Linked DNA regions of Rattus norvegicus: all the other regions are linked to region 3. Evidence: chromatin contacts called from public Hi-C data. All regions are on one chromosome and are shown on one strand. Each heading gives the region's core, a stretch centred on a gene start, on an enhancer-like site or on the middle of the called end of the contact. The rest is flanking DNA. Distances are from core to core; before and after follow the strand shown.

The links. Hi-C and Micro-C count contacts between places; a contact is called where the count stands out from the background.
Region 1: a Hi-C map of liver shows a contact between it and region 3, with 5 times the contacts expected there. The contact joins two enhancer-like sites. A contact is called at or near these places in 2 of 12 Hi-C or Micro-C datasets (kidney and liver).
Region 2: a contact with region 3 is called in a Hi-C map of liver, with 3 times the contacts expected there. The contact joins two enhancer-like sites. A contact is called at or near these places in 2 of 12 Hi-C or Micro-C datasets (kidney and liver).

What each region holds. Positions count from the first base shown.
Region 1 is chr17:21,032,403-21,036,712 of GRCr8, reverse strand. LOC102551899 (a long non-coding RNA gene) reads left to right here. Exons shown (of 4, transcript XR_010059143.1): 2 at 640-756; 3 at 2,102-3,086. Among named protein-coding and RNA genes, the nearest start is that of Cd83, 78 kb to the left of the region's middle. Within about 2 kb of position 1,807, at least 52 of the 93 cell types and tissues checked have an H3K27ac peak or open chromatin away from gene starts, as enhancers often do. A contact at or near this core is called in liver, where this site is marked.
Region 2 is chr17:20,911,452-20,915,644 of GRCr8, reverse strand. No RefSeq gene overlaps it. Among named protein-coding and RNA genes, the nearest start is that of RGD1596092, 140 kb to the right of the region's middle. Within about 2 kb of position 2,739, at least 17 of the 93 cell types and tissues checked have an H3K27ac peak or open chromatin away from gene starts, as enhancers often do. A contact at or near this core is called in liver, where this site is marked.
Region 3 is chr17:20,555,485-20,559,871 of GRCr8, reverse strand. The region is part of intron 5 of LOC108348536 (a long non-coding RNA gene); the gene reads right to left. Among named protein-coding and RNA genes, the nearest start is that of RGD1596092, 210 kb to the left of the region's middle. Within about 2 kb of position 2,206, at least 1 of the 93 cell types and tissues checked has an H3K27ac peak or open chromatin away from gene starts, as enhancers often do. A contact at or near this core is called in liver, where this site is marked.

The sequences.
Region 1 (4,310 bases), core at 558-3,057, 480 kb before region 3:
AGAACGTGCTGCAGGTTGGGGATTTTTGTCAAATGCTAGAGCTAAGGTTGGAGCCAGGTGGGGCCTTTTGTTCTTTGTGATCCCTGGCCTCTGACTCTCAGGGTGTTTGTAATTGTTAAATATGGGGACAGTTGTTCCCTGATCAAAGGAGGCCCAAGAAGACCTGAAGACAGCAGGGAGTTGGAGGAAGCAGGGTAGGAGAGGAGGTTTAGGGCTTGGCTGTGGCAGCAGGGTGATCCCTCCTCACTTATGTCAGGAATCTGCCTCACTTTGCCAGTTTCTCTCTTGCTGCAATGGTATCCTCTAGTACCCATGTGGCTATGTGGTGTCTGCTGCCTAGAACTCAATACATATTCATGGACTCAAAGTGCATACCAGCCAGGATCTTCGGAGTACTGTACTTAAAAAATAAATCAGATTTGCAGAAATATAATTACTGGACAGGACTTAGTGGGTCTACAAGGCCTGTTGTATCAAGTAATGGATAAACTCAGGGGTTAACATACACATAGGAGAGTTCTCAAGGTTAGCTACCTCCCCCCTTCTTGTGCAGTGTGTGTGTGTGTGTGTGTGTGTGTGTGTGTGCGCGCGTGCGTGTCTTATGTCTCCTTCCAGTTGACCAAGTTCCCTCTCTCATAGGCACAAGCTTGACATGCTGTGTTGGGAAAGAGTGAGGTCTCCACGTTGATGAAAGGCAGGGCTACTCTCAAGGAAGAGTCTTGGAAGAGCCCCTAAACTGCTTCCTGCTCTTGACAGGTAGGTCATTTCCACCACCCTCAGGGGCAATCTAACCCTGAATGAAGATAAAATTCACGACTAGAAAGTCACCCCTCCAGTCGAGTAGGATGGCTGGATCCTGGAGGCTGGGCCATTTTTGCCTATGTAAGAGCATCCGACAACAGTGTGACAGCTTCTAGTCCTTCAAAATGCCCTCAGGTACAGGAATGGGTTAGACGTTCTCAGGGGGGCAATCCTGGATTTGTTACAGAGAGGTCAATATGCAAGGGGAACCATGATCAGAAGGGAGAGAGGGAGAGAGGCCATTCACAAGAAACAATGTGCTTGGCCCTGAAAACCAGGAGAACCCCTTGGAGACTGAGCTTGTTAGAGGCCATTCTGATTCCCTCCATCCGACATTGTGTAGTGTGGTCAGCTCAGCGTTCAAGGGTGGGCTGGTTTATGTCAACACGGTGGGATTACCACAAAAGTCATTCTTTGTACTGGGGAAAATGAAAACCAACTAAGTTAACATTTTTCCCCCTGTGACCCAATTCCTGGCTTTCTCTGCTTTGTCCTCCTCTGACCAGTCCTTTAGGCTCTGTGAGGTGTTGATGCTCATTTGTAGCAATAAGTTTTATGGCATTGAGCCACTGACTAGGGGTATCTTTATTCTGTTTTAACCCACTAAGAATCTAGGGGACAGACTGGTTGCTAAGGCTTTGGTAAAGCAACAAGTGACTGACACAGGAGGACAAGGACACGTCCCTTCTGCCATCTCCTCATTCACTCGCTGTCCCCCAGGGGGTTTCTACTAAAGATCTGGTTCCCCAGCTCCAAAGCAAGGTCGGAACTCCAACCACCATCCCCAGCCACTCCCCCAGCCAGCTTGCTCTGCGCAGGCAGAGCCTTCCACGCCTTCCCGGAGTCTCCAAGCGCACGCGCCACTTGACTAGCGCTGTCATTGGCTGCTGCCTGTTGCTAACCCACGTGACCGGCTCCGGCACGCTCCGCCCCTGCTCCTGCTAGCCTAGTGCGTTCCTGCGGACGTGCGCTGCTGCCTAGCCTCTGCTGGATGCTGCTAACTGTCGTCCGCGATGCAGCCGCCGGCCACAAGGTGGCAGTGCCGTGCTGCGTGTCTACACGCCCCTGGCTGCGCAAGACCAGCCTGGCAAAAGTTTTCCAGTCTTCCAGCAGATGCGCCCAGGCCTTGAGTCCTCCGGGGCGAGACGGAGGCAGGGGGTGGGGGAAACGCCGATGTCCCGGGATGATTTGCAAGGCATGCATTTGTTGTCACGAGCTCGGAGAAACAGTTTCGGGGACCTGTCACAGATGCAAAGTCTGTTGATATTTCCAGGAGTGTTTGGTTTGGTTTTGGCTTTAGGGACCGTACACCAAGCATCGATTCTAGAGGAGGCGAACAGCACTGACAGCTATTCTTTGTCTCTCGTCTGGGCTTTGCACGGAGCTCGACGTCGTTTCCATGGGTGAGAAATACCACTGCCACTACCTTGATAGCGTTCCTGCCTCCATGGTTCCTGACCTGCCTAGAAAGGGAGGACCCTGGAGACTCTTGTTCTACAGCTGTCCTCAGGATACCCTTAATTCCCAGGCGCAGGGATAAGCTTGTCTGACCCCATTTGACCCCGCCGCAGGCGCCAGGCGTCCTCATTTATTGTGAGGCCTAAGAGTCCTCAAGGCTGCCTGCCTACTCCCCCGTCCCCGCCCCCCCCCCCCCCCCCCCGCCAACCACCACCCACCACTCTCCTTGTCCTGTGGGGGAGTCATATGCCTCCTTCCTGTTGTCTAAGCTTCCCTCTTCCATAGGCACAAGCCTGCCCCTCTGCGTTTTTTACTTTAAAACGGGTGTTCTGAGGATTGTCTCTAGTTCAGGTGATGTGAGAGAACTAGGTCTGAGGGAGGTAGACGGCAACATTAGTGGGGATCGGTGCTGCATTGCTAAATGTGGCGCAGGGAAGGGAAACACATCTGGGATTCCACGGGGCAGCAGCAGATCTGTCACTTGGGCAGAGCCTTTGAGCGCTCTCAGGTAATTTCCAGATATCTATTGTTTGCTTTAACCTGACATTCATTTGCATCTGACTGAGTCTGGAATTTTTGCTGGGACCCTGACTGGGCAGGCTATTTCTATTCCCTCCTGCCTATGCTCCCAGGAGAGGTGGAGACTGTCTTGGGTTTGGCTTGGAGGATGTCGATATGCCTCATTTTCAAACTAAAGATCTAGAAGAGACCAGCAAGAAACAGCACAGAGTCTACGTAGGTGGATACCAGAGAATCGCCTGGAGAGATTTACAGGTGTGTTCTGGACTTTGGGAACCGTGGACACACAGAACCAGCTACCTGTTTCGGTGAGAGAAGTTGGAGATGGGACTGGGGAGGAGTTGGGAGGGGAGGGGTGGGAGGGTTGCTAAACAGCCTTTGTTTCTAAGAGTCAGCAAAACGCAGGTATGCTAACTTCCCCCGGGAGCAGGTGAGTACCACACACCAGGACCCCTTCACCAGAAGGGAGATCTCCAGCAATGGGAAGAGAATTGAAAACCCCACAAGATTACTCCCCCAGGAGTGAGAGCCAGCATGAATGTGTTGCCACAGATATACCAACATTCAGGAAGAGTTGAACCTATAGGCCTACTGTGGTCTGAATGCTCTCCCATTCCCTAATGTATGTTGGAACCCAATACATAATGAGATCATATTAGGAGGTGGGGCCGATGGAGAAGTGATTCAGTCATGATTACAGGACAAGTGCCCTTATAAAGGAGGTAATTAGAAAGTGTCGTTCTTGGCCCCTTCAGTCATGTGAGGAACACCCACATTTCATCACCTATTCCAGCAAGGAGTGGACGCTCACCAGACACCAAATCTGCCAGCACCTTGGTCTTCAAATTCCCACCCTCCAGAACAGTGAATGAACAATGCATTCTTTGCTCTTTAAGTTTCCCCGTCTAAGATGTTTTGTTACAGAAGCCACATAGACTGTGACAGAAGCCTGAGTCAGAGACCAGTGATTGGCAAAGCAGAGGAGAGAGAAGCTGAAGCAAAGATACGGCAACCAGGAGATCACACACCGGAGCCTACCTCCTCCAGGAAGGCCAAGAAGTCAATGGAATGGCCACATCTCAGTTTGTTTGGACTGCACCTTGTAAGAGCTAAAACACACAGATCCTGGGATGGATCAGGAAGCCGGTGCTTCAGTGAGATTTTGTTCAGCTGCGGCATGGGGACAGTAAACACTGACATTATGGTCCTACATGCGTTATCATACATTACGTTAGTGTCCTACGTACGCCATTAGCCTGCTTACTCCTCCCAAAGCCCTTGAGAGATCAGCCTACTTATATCCACTTCAGAGTCAGGGAAGCTAAATTCTGGGGACTCAAGAAACTTGACTGTGTTTACAGCTAGTGAGTGGCAAAGCTGATATTTGAATCCATGTTTCATGTTTCAGAGTCTTCTTGTGAAGCTACAGTTTTTGTCCATGGTGAGTCTTATTCTATTCCTGACCAAACCTGGCCCAACTTCCAGGCCCTAGTCTAGCCCACCAGCCATACAGTTTCCTGGCTGCGGCCTCC
Region 2 (4,193 bases), core at 1,490-3,989, 360 kb before region 3:
GCCCAACACAGCTGGAGTCTATGAGAACCATGCAGAGCCTGGGTGTGGGAACGGAGAAACTGAAGAAGCAGAGGGGAGAAGAAGCTGTTAGATGTGAGTGGGAATGGGAAAAAGAAGGGAACGAGAGCAGGGACTTTTGAGCAGCAGTAGGGCAGGTGACCACACATACATCACTGACCTTTGCTCTCTTGGTTTCTAAGTCCCTTGGGAGGCCATGACATGTCCCACACACTCAGGACCATGTCCTTAAGACTGCAGGAACTAGTCCACCAAAGGGCAATGGAGAGAATGGCCTTGTGTCTTTCCTTCTACCCTTCATGCTTTGAGGACTCTGAGCCACCTGTAGGCAGGAAGATGTGGGCTCAGATGGGTCATTCCATTCAGGGGTCTTTGCTATGTTTGGGGTTACAGGCACAAAGTCCCTAGAGGGCCACTGCCTGGCTTCCTGTTTTCCTTGGGTTTTTTACTTGGTAGCAAGTCTCAGCTAACCTACACAGAGAGCTTGTGTGGATTCACAAAAGGTCCCATTCTTGGATGTTTAGAAAAGATATCTCTTGGAAGTGTGTTGGCCTAGCAGACACAAATCCCTGGGTTTGATCCCCACCCCTGCATAAAGCCAGGCACTCAGGAGGTGGAGGTAGCAGGGTTAGAAGTTTATCCTAGGCTACACTGAAGGCCAACCTGGGATGCAAGTGATCTCTATCTCAAAAGAAAGAAAGATGAAAGGCAGGAATCAATCATCAGTCAACCAACCAATCGATCCTGTCCTCTAGGTCCGCCCTCTTAGTCCCTGACTGACCTCAGGGCTGGAGTAGTCCTGGCTAGGGCTCTCATATCTACACACAAACTGTGGGGCTGGAAAGGAGTGGTCTCAAGGAAAGACGGGGAGCAGAGAAGCCAGCCAGGCGAGGGGTCCTCCATGTAGACAGGCAAATCGGATTTTTCTTTGCAATGCAGAGTAAACCACACCAGGTGGTGGTTCTCCGCTTTTAATATCAGGCATTGAATTATTCAAAAGCACTTTGATTGAGAAGCTGGTGTCTGTCCTCTCTCCCTATTAATCAAATGACCAAAGCATAAATTTGCTTTCAGAAGGTAGTTAGAGATGAATTTTATTTCTTAAAAAAAAAAAAGAAAGAAAAAAAAAAGAAAGGAGAAAGATAATGTGCTAGCCGCAAATCCGCACAATGGAATTTCCCAGGAAAGACAGAAGATAATAATAAATAGTTAAACCTTTGTATTGATAATATGCCTATCCACTAGAAGTTCAAAGCTTCTTTCTGTGTTTTTAATGTACCCAGGGCCTTTCAACCTGCCTGGGAGACACAGTGGGCAGGTATTATGATTCTCATCCCATTATCACAAGAACCGGCCAGCACATAGAGATGAAATAAATGCTTACAGAAACTCACATAGAGAATTAGCCCCTGAGCCAGGTTAGAACTCCAGCCTCCTGCTGTCCCTTCCCAGAAAGGTAGGGCTACTCAAAAGTGAAACGGAATAACAAGAAAATTCCAGGATGAAGAACCCAGTCGCTACTTGCAAGGCTGTTTTGGATGAGTCGTCTTGTGTCAGAAAGACTTATACTCTGTTTATCACCCTGCCAACCCCGTCATGGAGGTGCCTGCCCTAACCACACAGGTAGGGGCTACATGGCTTTGGGTGTGTGCTCATTCATAGCAACAACTGTCTCACCAGGAGTCTGTTGTTTCTGGAGAGCTTTACTAAAGCATTTTCTTTAACTTGTCTTTCAAAACATTTATTGCAACCACAGGATGAAAGTCTTGTTTTCCCTTCTGGAGAGAGAGAGAGAGAGAGCTCTGAGAACCCAGTAAAGAGAAAAGCTGCCAGCTGAACCCAGGACCATCAACAAACTCCAAATATAGTATCTTATCCAGTCTTTCCTCACCACTCCTGCTCTTTCTGACCAGCCTTTGTCCCTAGTTGGAATAAACTGTCCCTTTTTCACAGCCTTGGGAATGCATACTCAGAAATGCTACTACCTGGAGCATACTACCTGCTTAGTTCTCAGTATTTTAAATGAAATAGACCAGCCTAGCTAATATCAGAATACAGCACAGACAATAAAGCTAGTTATTGTTCAGGGAAGAAATGTGGTATGCGTGTGTGTGTTCGCCTGCCTGCCTGCCTGCCTGCCTGCCTGCCTGCCTGCCTGCCTGCCTGCCTGCCTGCCTACGGAAATACTTCAGGCTGATCATGTAAACTCTAGTTTGGGTCACAATAGAAAGGTCTGAAATGTACTGACATGAGCTTCGAGACTGGCTTTTCATTCAGCACCTTCCAGTTTACCCTTCTCCTGACTCCCACTTATTTTCAAAAGATGTTCTGCATCTTGAAATAACACCTAGGTGATATCAGTTGTGTTTAAGCTAAAGATTGACAGCAGAACCCGGAAATCTTTCATTCAACTCCACAGGCCTCCTGGGATTTAGTTTACTTTTTGAACCACACTGAGCCTTGGGTTGTTCCTCTTCGCAGTGTCTCTGAGCTCCAGAGTTGATGGGGTCAACCTTAGCTCCCGAGTGGACCCTGTGAGGACAGCAGGGAAAGAGAAAGGCTAAGTCACCAATTACACAAATATTCTACTTGCTGCAGACATGTAACTTGCAGGGGTGGATGCTTTCAAAGGGAGGTGTCAGAAGGATTGGCTCTGATGAGCAGATGTGTGTTTGAGCCAAGCTGGCGAAGAGCTTGAAGCACACCATCAGTGTCCATCAAAGGTTTCTGTGTAAAGCTTGGCGCCTGCTTCTACTGCGGCCAAGGTCAGTGGTACGTGGGGACTATAGGGACTGTTAAAATGAGGGAAAGAAAAAGTTTCAGTGTGGAGAGAAAGGCTGAGTCCTGACATGAGTGGCTGTAAACACACTGCTGTCAGAGACACCACCCCCCACTCCATAGTGCTCCTACAATAAGCAAATGACCAAGACTTTACCAAAGACAGAAAAAGGCAAGGGCAGGCCACAGATACATGGGTGGTTTCACACACACACACACACACACACACACACACACACACACACACACACACCACTTTCCACATCAATCAGCTTGGTCTGTTGCAACAAAATACCATGGACTGGGTGGTTTCAAAAGCAAATATTTATTTTTCAAAGTCTGGAAGCTGGAAAGTTCAAGAGCCGGGAGCTGGCCTGCTGTGGTTCTGGTAGATCCTCTCACCAGTTGCCTCCTTGCCCTGTTCTCCTTTGTTAGGAAGATGACGGATATCATGGCTTATTGGGATTGTGCGGTTGGTTGGTTGGTTGGTTGGTTGGTTGGTTGGTTGGTTGGTTGGTTGATTGGTTGGTTGGGTTTTTACAGTCCTGGGAATAGAACCCAGGCCTTCACACATGTTTACAAATGTTCTACCACTAACATTCCCAGCCTCATACATCTTTCCTTAAAAGGACATAAAAATCCTATTCCATTAGCACCCGACCCTTGTCAACTCTTTTGATCTCGATACTCCCCTAAATGTCCTACTCAAAATACACCTAAGTTGAAATGTAAGGACTTCAACCTAGCAATCGGAGAGAGCATATTAAGACTGTAGCATAGACACTCAAGTCACAGTGATTCCATGGCCCTTCATTTACACCAGCCAAAGACTCTAGGACCTGGCCTGGTGCACATTGGTATTTGTCGTGGGGAAGAAAGTAGTCATGAAAGTTAAAATCATCTCTGTCCACAGAGCGGGGAAGAGTGTAATGTGTGAACTGCCTGGGCCTGTATTGCTTTCCCCTCCAGAGCTTTTATTTTCCCCAGGACTAAGAAGGAAAAAAACCAAGCAGCAACTTCACACGACATCCATAACATCTTAGAAGGGAAGGATCCCAGGGGCCTTTCAGTTTCCAACCCCTACATTTCGTGAGTGCTTGAATTTTTAACCCATAGCATATACGTCTTTGTGATTTTTAAAAAGTCACACTTTATAAAAACAGCATAGAAAACACTCTCTAAAAACACACATAGTAACAGCATAAGAAAATTTACTGAGTAAACACACAGAGGTGACGAAAGCTCTTGGCTCACACCCTCTAAAGCGCTATCAGACGGTGGTATTTAGAAAGACATGCCGCTAAGGGGTTCCTGTTTTGTTCTAGCCCATAATTTCGTGGAAGATTAAAAAGACAGATTTTCTATAATGAATCCCAAATAATATATTTTAAGCTTGG
Region 3 (4,387 bases), core at 957-3,456:
TGCAGTTGCTTTGGGTGTGGAATGATGGCTGAGACCTGGGTATGAAATAGTAATATGTTAACTAGTTTTCTATAGTTGTGATAAAATGCCTGGGGTGATCATCTTACCAGGAGGAAAAGTCTGTTTTGGCCTATGAATTCAGAGATTCTAATGATGGTCCGTTACCGCTGTAGTCTTTGGTCCTGAGGAGAGGCAGGCAAAGCTGCTCCCCTCATCCCCTCATGGTGACCAGGAAGAGAAAGAGAAGGATCTGAGTTCTCAGTATCCCTGTGACTTCACTACCTGCTACTAGACCTTATCTCCTAAAGGTTCTACCTCCTGGTGGCATCACAGTCTAGCAGCCAAGCTTTCAACACAAATCTTAGGAGACGCTTACTGAACCATCATAGATATGGTGGAGGAGATCTCACGTTGGTAGACTAGTTCTGCACATCTAATTGTCTACACGAGTAATAACTTGGCATAGAACTGCACACACGCTTTGTACCAACGTCAGCTCCCTGATGCCCATGCAAAGCTGGAATTATGTAACATACAGCCTTTAGGGAAGCTGGGTGATGGGTACCCAGAAGCACTCAACATTCCCTTTGCTATGCGTGCAACATTTGTCAAGTGTGCAATTACTTAGAATTAAGAAGCGGAGAGGGGGGAGACCCAGGAAGGACAGAGAAGAAAAGGGAAAGAAACAATCCGGGATGGGTGTTGACAATTCCAGAGATAAAAGGTGACAGGAAAGATTTGGACAAAGGAACAGCAGAGTAAATATTAGAGGTCACAGTCAGGCAAGCTGACAGCCAGAGACTGTTTGGATTGTAAATTGCAAATGAACTCAGTGGACAGAGAAGGGGAAAGATCATTGAACTGTTACCCCTGAGTGACAAGGGTTGACATGGAGCAGGATGAACAGGAAGACACAGAGTAAACGTGGCAGCACCAGTTGTAGAAGCGTCCTGTGGGGGAAGGGAAGAGGGAGGGGAGGGTGGCGGCAGCTCTTTAAGATGTGACATACATCCAGTGCCAGGTGAAGGGATGGATGCAGAATGTGTCTTCGGAGGAGGAGGGGGGAGGAGGAGGAGGAGAGAGGAGGAAGGGGGAGGAGGAGAAGGGGGAGGAGGAGGAGGAAGAAGAGGAGGAAGGGGGAGGAGGAGAAGGGGGAGGAGGAGGAGGAGGAAGAAGAGGAGGAAGGGGGAGGAGAGGGGGAGGAGGAGGGGGAGGAGGATGGGGAGGAGGAGGGAAGGGAAGAAGGAGAGGAGGAAGAGGAGGAGGGAAGGGAAGAAGGGGAGGAGGAGGGGGAGGAGGAGGGAAGGGAAGAAGGGGAGGAGGAGGAGGAGGAGGGGGAAACAGGAAAGGGAGTCATTGCTACCAAAGTCAGCAGGTCGAGGGAAACAGAGTAATTTGGAGACAAGAGCAGAATTACTGATAAGATCGTGCTGATATGATGAAAAAATACCACAGGTGGGTGAACCAGAAGGAGAAAAGAACACACAGATTTGGAAAACTCCCGGAAAAAAATGTTTTTTTATTAGTCTGGGGAAGGAATAGTGTGAAACTCAGGAGACAGAACCCCCCCCCAAACAGACCCACAAATAAGCTACGACACATTTTTCAATCTTATAGATTCATTGAGCAAATATCCTTGCCAAAAAACAAAACATCCTAGTGCCTACCAAACATATACATTAAGCCTGCTTTTTACCTCAAAAAACACATGTCCTTCATGAGTTCATTCATGCAAAACTAACCAGAAACTACAAGAAGCTGGATAGCCAGCAGAAGGAAAGAATTGATAAGTCAGTCCCACAGCATCTCCAGTTCCCTGGAGGGTTTTGTCTGTGTGGTGATTAGAGGACCTCGGCTCTCAGAGCATTCTAGAATCTAGAAGTAGTGCCGTTGTTCCAAGACATCAGGATGTGAGATTTGGTGCTCTCTTCAACAGTGTAGATAACAAACTAGAAAGAGTAAGACGGGTGACCCCAAAATAAGGGGAGGCAGTAAAGATGACTGGCTACTCCTCACAAATTCAGAAGTAACAAGAAAGATCTATTTCTCTTTGCTTCTGCTGAAGTGGAAGCATGCACTTAAATGTGGGGAAAGAAATGGTGTTATCCTGAAAACAAAGTGACTGGACACAATTCTATTTATATCCTTCACCTCTGAGCCTAGCCTCCAGCCTTGGATAAGCACAGAACAAACAAATGAACAATTAGGAAACCAAAGCACACAGTGAACTTCGGCAGCTCCTGTTTCTGGAATACAAAGAAGTTACCACCAGGCAGTTGTGTTACTCAAGTCATTCACAAAGGAAGATACACAATTGTAGGCAGACCACTTGGGTGAGTCAGATCAAGCCTGAGCCTCAGGCCTGTGGAGGAGCAGGTAGGGAAGGGAAGAGAGAAGGGGGGAGAAGCAAGATCTTTCTAGAAAACAATCATGAATGGGGGAGAGAAATGGCCTTGAATGGAGACTAAAAGCAGGGACAGAATCAGGAAGAGGAGATACATGAGAATGATTTAGAAAGATGGCCAACATTATAAGTAAATTTCCTCTGCGGTCTCCCTTATAAAATCTTCAGGGAAATCTTTCTTTTTTCTCCCTTGAGTAATACATTTCATCGTGGAGTAGTCAAAGCAGGGAGTCTTGCTCGAACTTGGAACACAGGAGGCTGGTGGAATGGCTTAGTTGGTAAAGTGAGTGCCCTGTAAGCATGGAGACCTGAGCTTCATTGCGCCGATGGCCAGAACACATATACAATGCTGGGTATGGTAAAGGTAGAGATAAGAAGATGCCAGGAGTTCCCCCAGACATCTGGTCTTGCCCAATTAGTGAACTCCGGGTTCAGTAAGAGATGATGTCAGAAAAAGTAAGAGCAAGACAAAAGAAGACATCTGACACTGACTTCTAGGCTCTACATGCATGCCCCACCCCCAACATCCATATTATCTGTATGCATATATGTACACCCACATATAAATACAATGTACTCAAACACATGAACTCTATCACATGCAAATGTACAATACACACACACACACACACACACAGACTGAGAGAGAGAGAGAGAGAGAGAGAGAGAGAGAGAGAGAGAGATTAGGACAAATACAAAACCATAGGCAGATGTCCTTTTAGTAACTACCAATCATTTAAGCTGTTAAAGACCTAAATAAAGTACATGGAAAGAAAGGGGAGGGAGGATAAATTTCATATTCTTTTATTAAATTTTGAAATTTGCATACTCTATCTTAACAGATCCTGAGAGAAATGTGTGATACTGTGTGGTTTATAGCAACCATTTCTTAGATCCCTTCCTCCTGGCCTGGTGTGGCGGTGCACACCTTTAATTTTAGAACTCAGGAGGCAGACTCAGAGGGATCTCTGTGAGTTCAAGGCCAGCCTGGTCTACACAGTGAGTTCCAGTCTAGCCTGAGCTATAGTGAGACCCTGTCTGGAAACAAAACAATACAAAACTTAGTAAAATTAAAGAGAATGCTGAGATTCCTTCCTCCCCCGCTTCTGAGCACCTCTTGGTACCGCAAAGGTCAGTTTCAGTTCTCTTGTCTCTTTTCCCCACCCAGGAACTTCTGAAGTCTTTCCAGAAACAGTTCTCCTTGTCTCCTCACAAGTGACATGTATTTCTTTTGTTCTTTGCTTCTCCCTGCTGTGAGTTGGCATTTGGTCAGGATTATTTTGTAAAATACCACGGTTCACTTTATGACCAGATTGTCGGTAACCTGAAATGCTGTTCTTTCCAGAAAGGCTGGCTGTTCCTGAAGTCAAGGGAAACAAAATGGAGTGAATCAAAACATGTTATCCCTTAACAATTAAGTTCTATCACAGGGGCAGGCTAGACCCTATTCATATTCATTCTGAGTCTGGGTTGTTTCTTTTTAAACAAAACAGAAAAAAGAAGGTACAACATACATGTCTAAGGGCTAGCTGTGTGGTGTTGGTCCAGTCACACACATCTGTGAGACTGGGCAGGCAGTTTGTAGAGAAGTTTTTCAAGTAAAACAAGTGTCTGAGATGTGGGGCCGGCACCGGTTTGAGGGTAAGAAGATCTGTGTTTCCAAGCTGGTTTCTGTCCTGGTGACTCAGCAGACTTAAGAAAGCATCCTCCTGATTGAAAAGTCAATTTAACAGGAAAATAAGTCTTTCCTTTCTGACAACAGAAACAAAATGTGAGGCATGCTAGAATTCGGATAGAGGTGGACCACTATGGGGTAATAATAGAACCCTTGCAAGGTAAGTCTTAGTGGGAGGAAGTCAGATTACTGGTGTCCAGAGGCAAGGCCCTTGAAGGGATATTGAGACCTTCGCCCCTCCTCTTCCTCTCTTTGTTTCCTGACCACCATGGCTTGAAGAGTTTTGCTTCATCACACAATCCCAATGT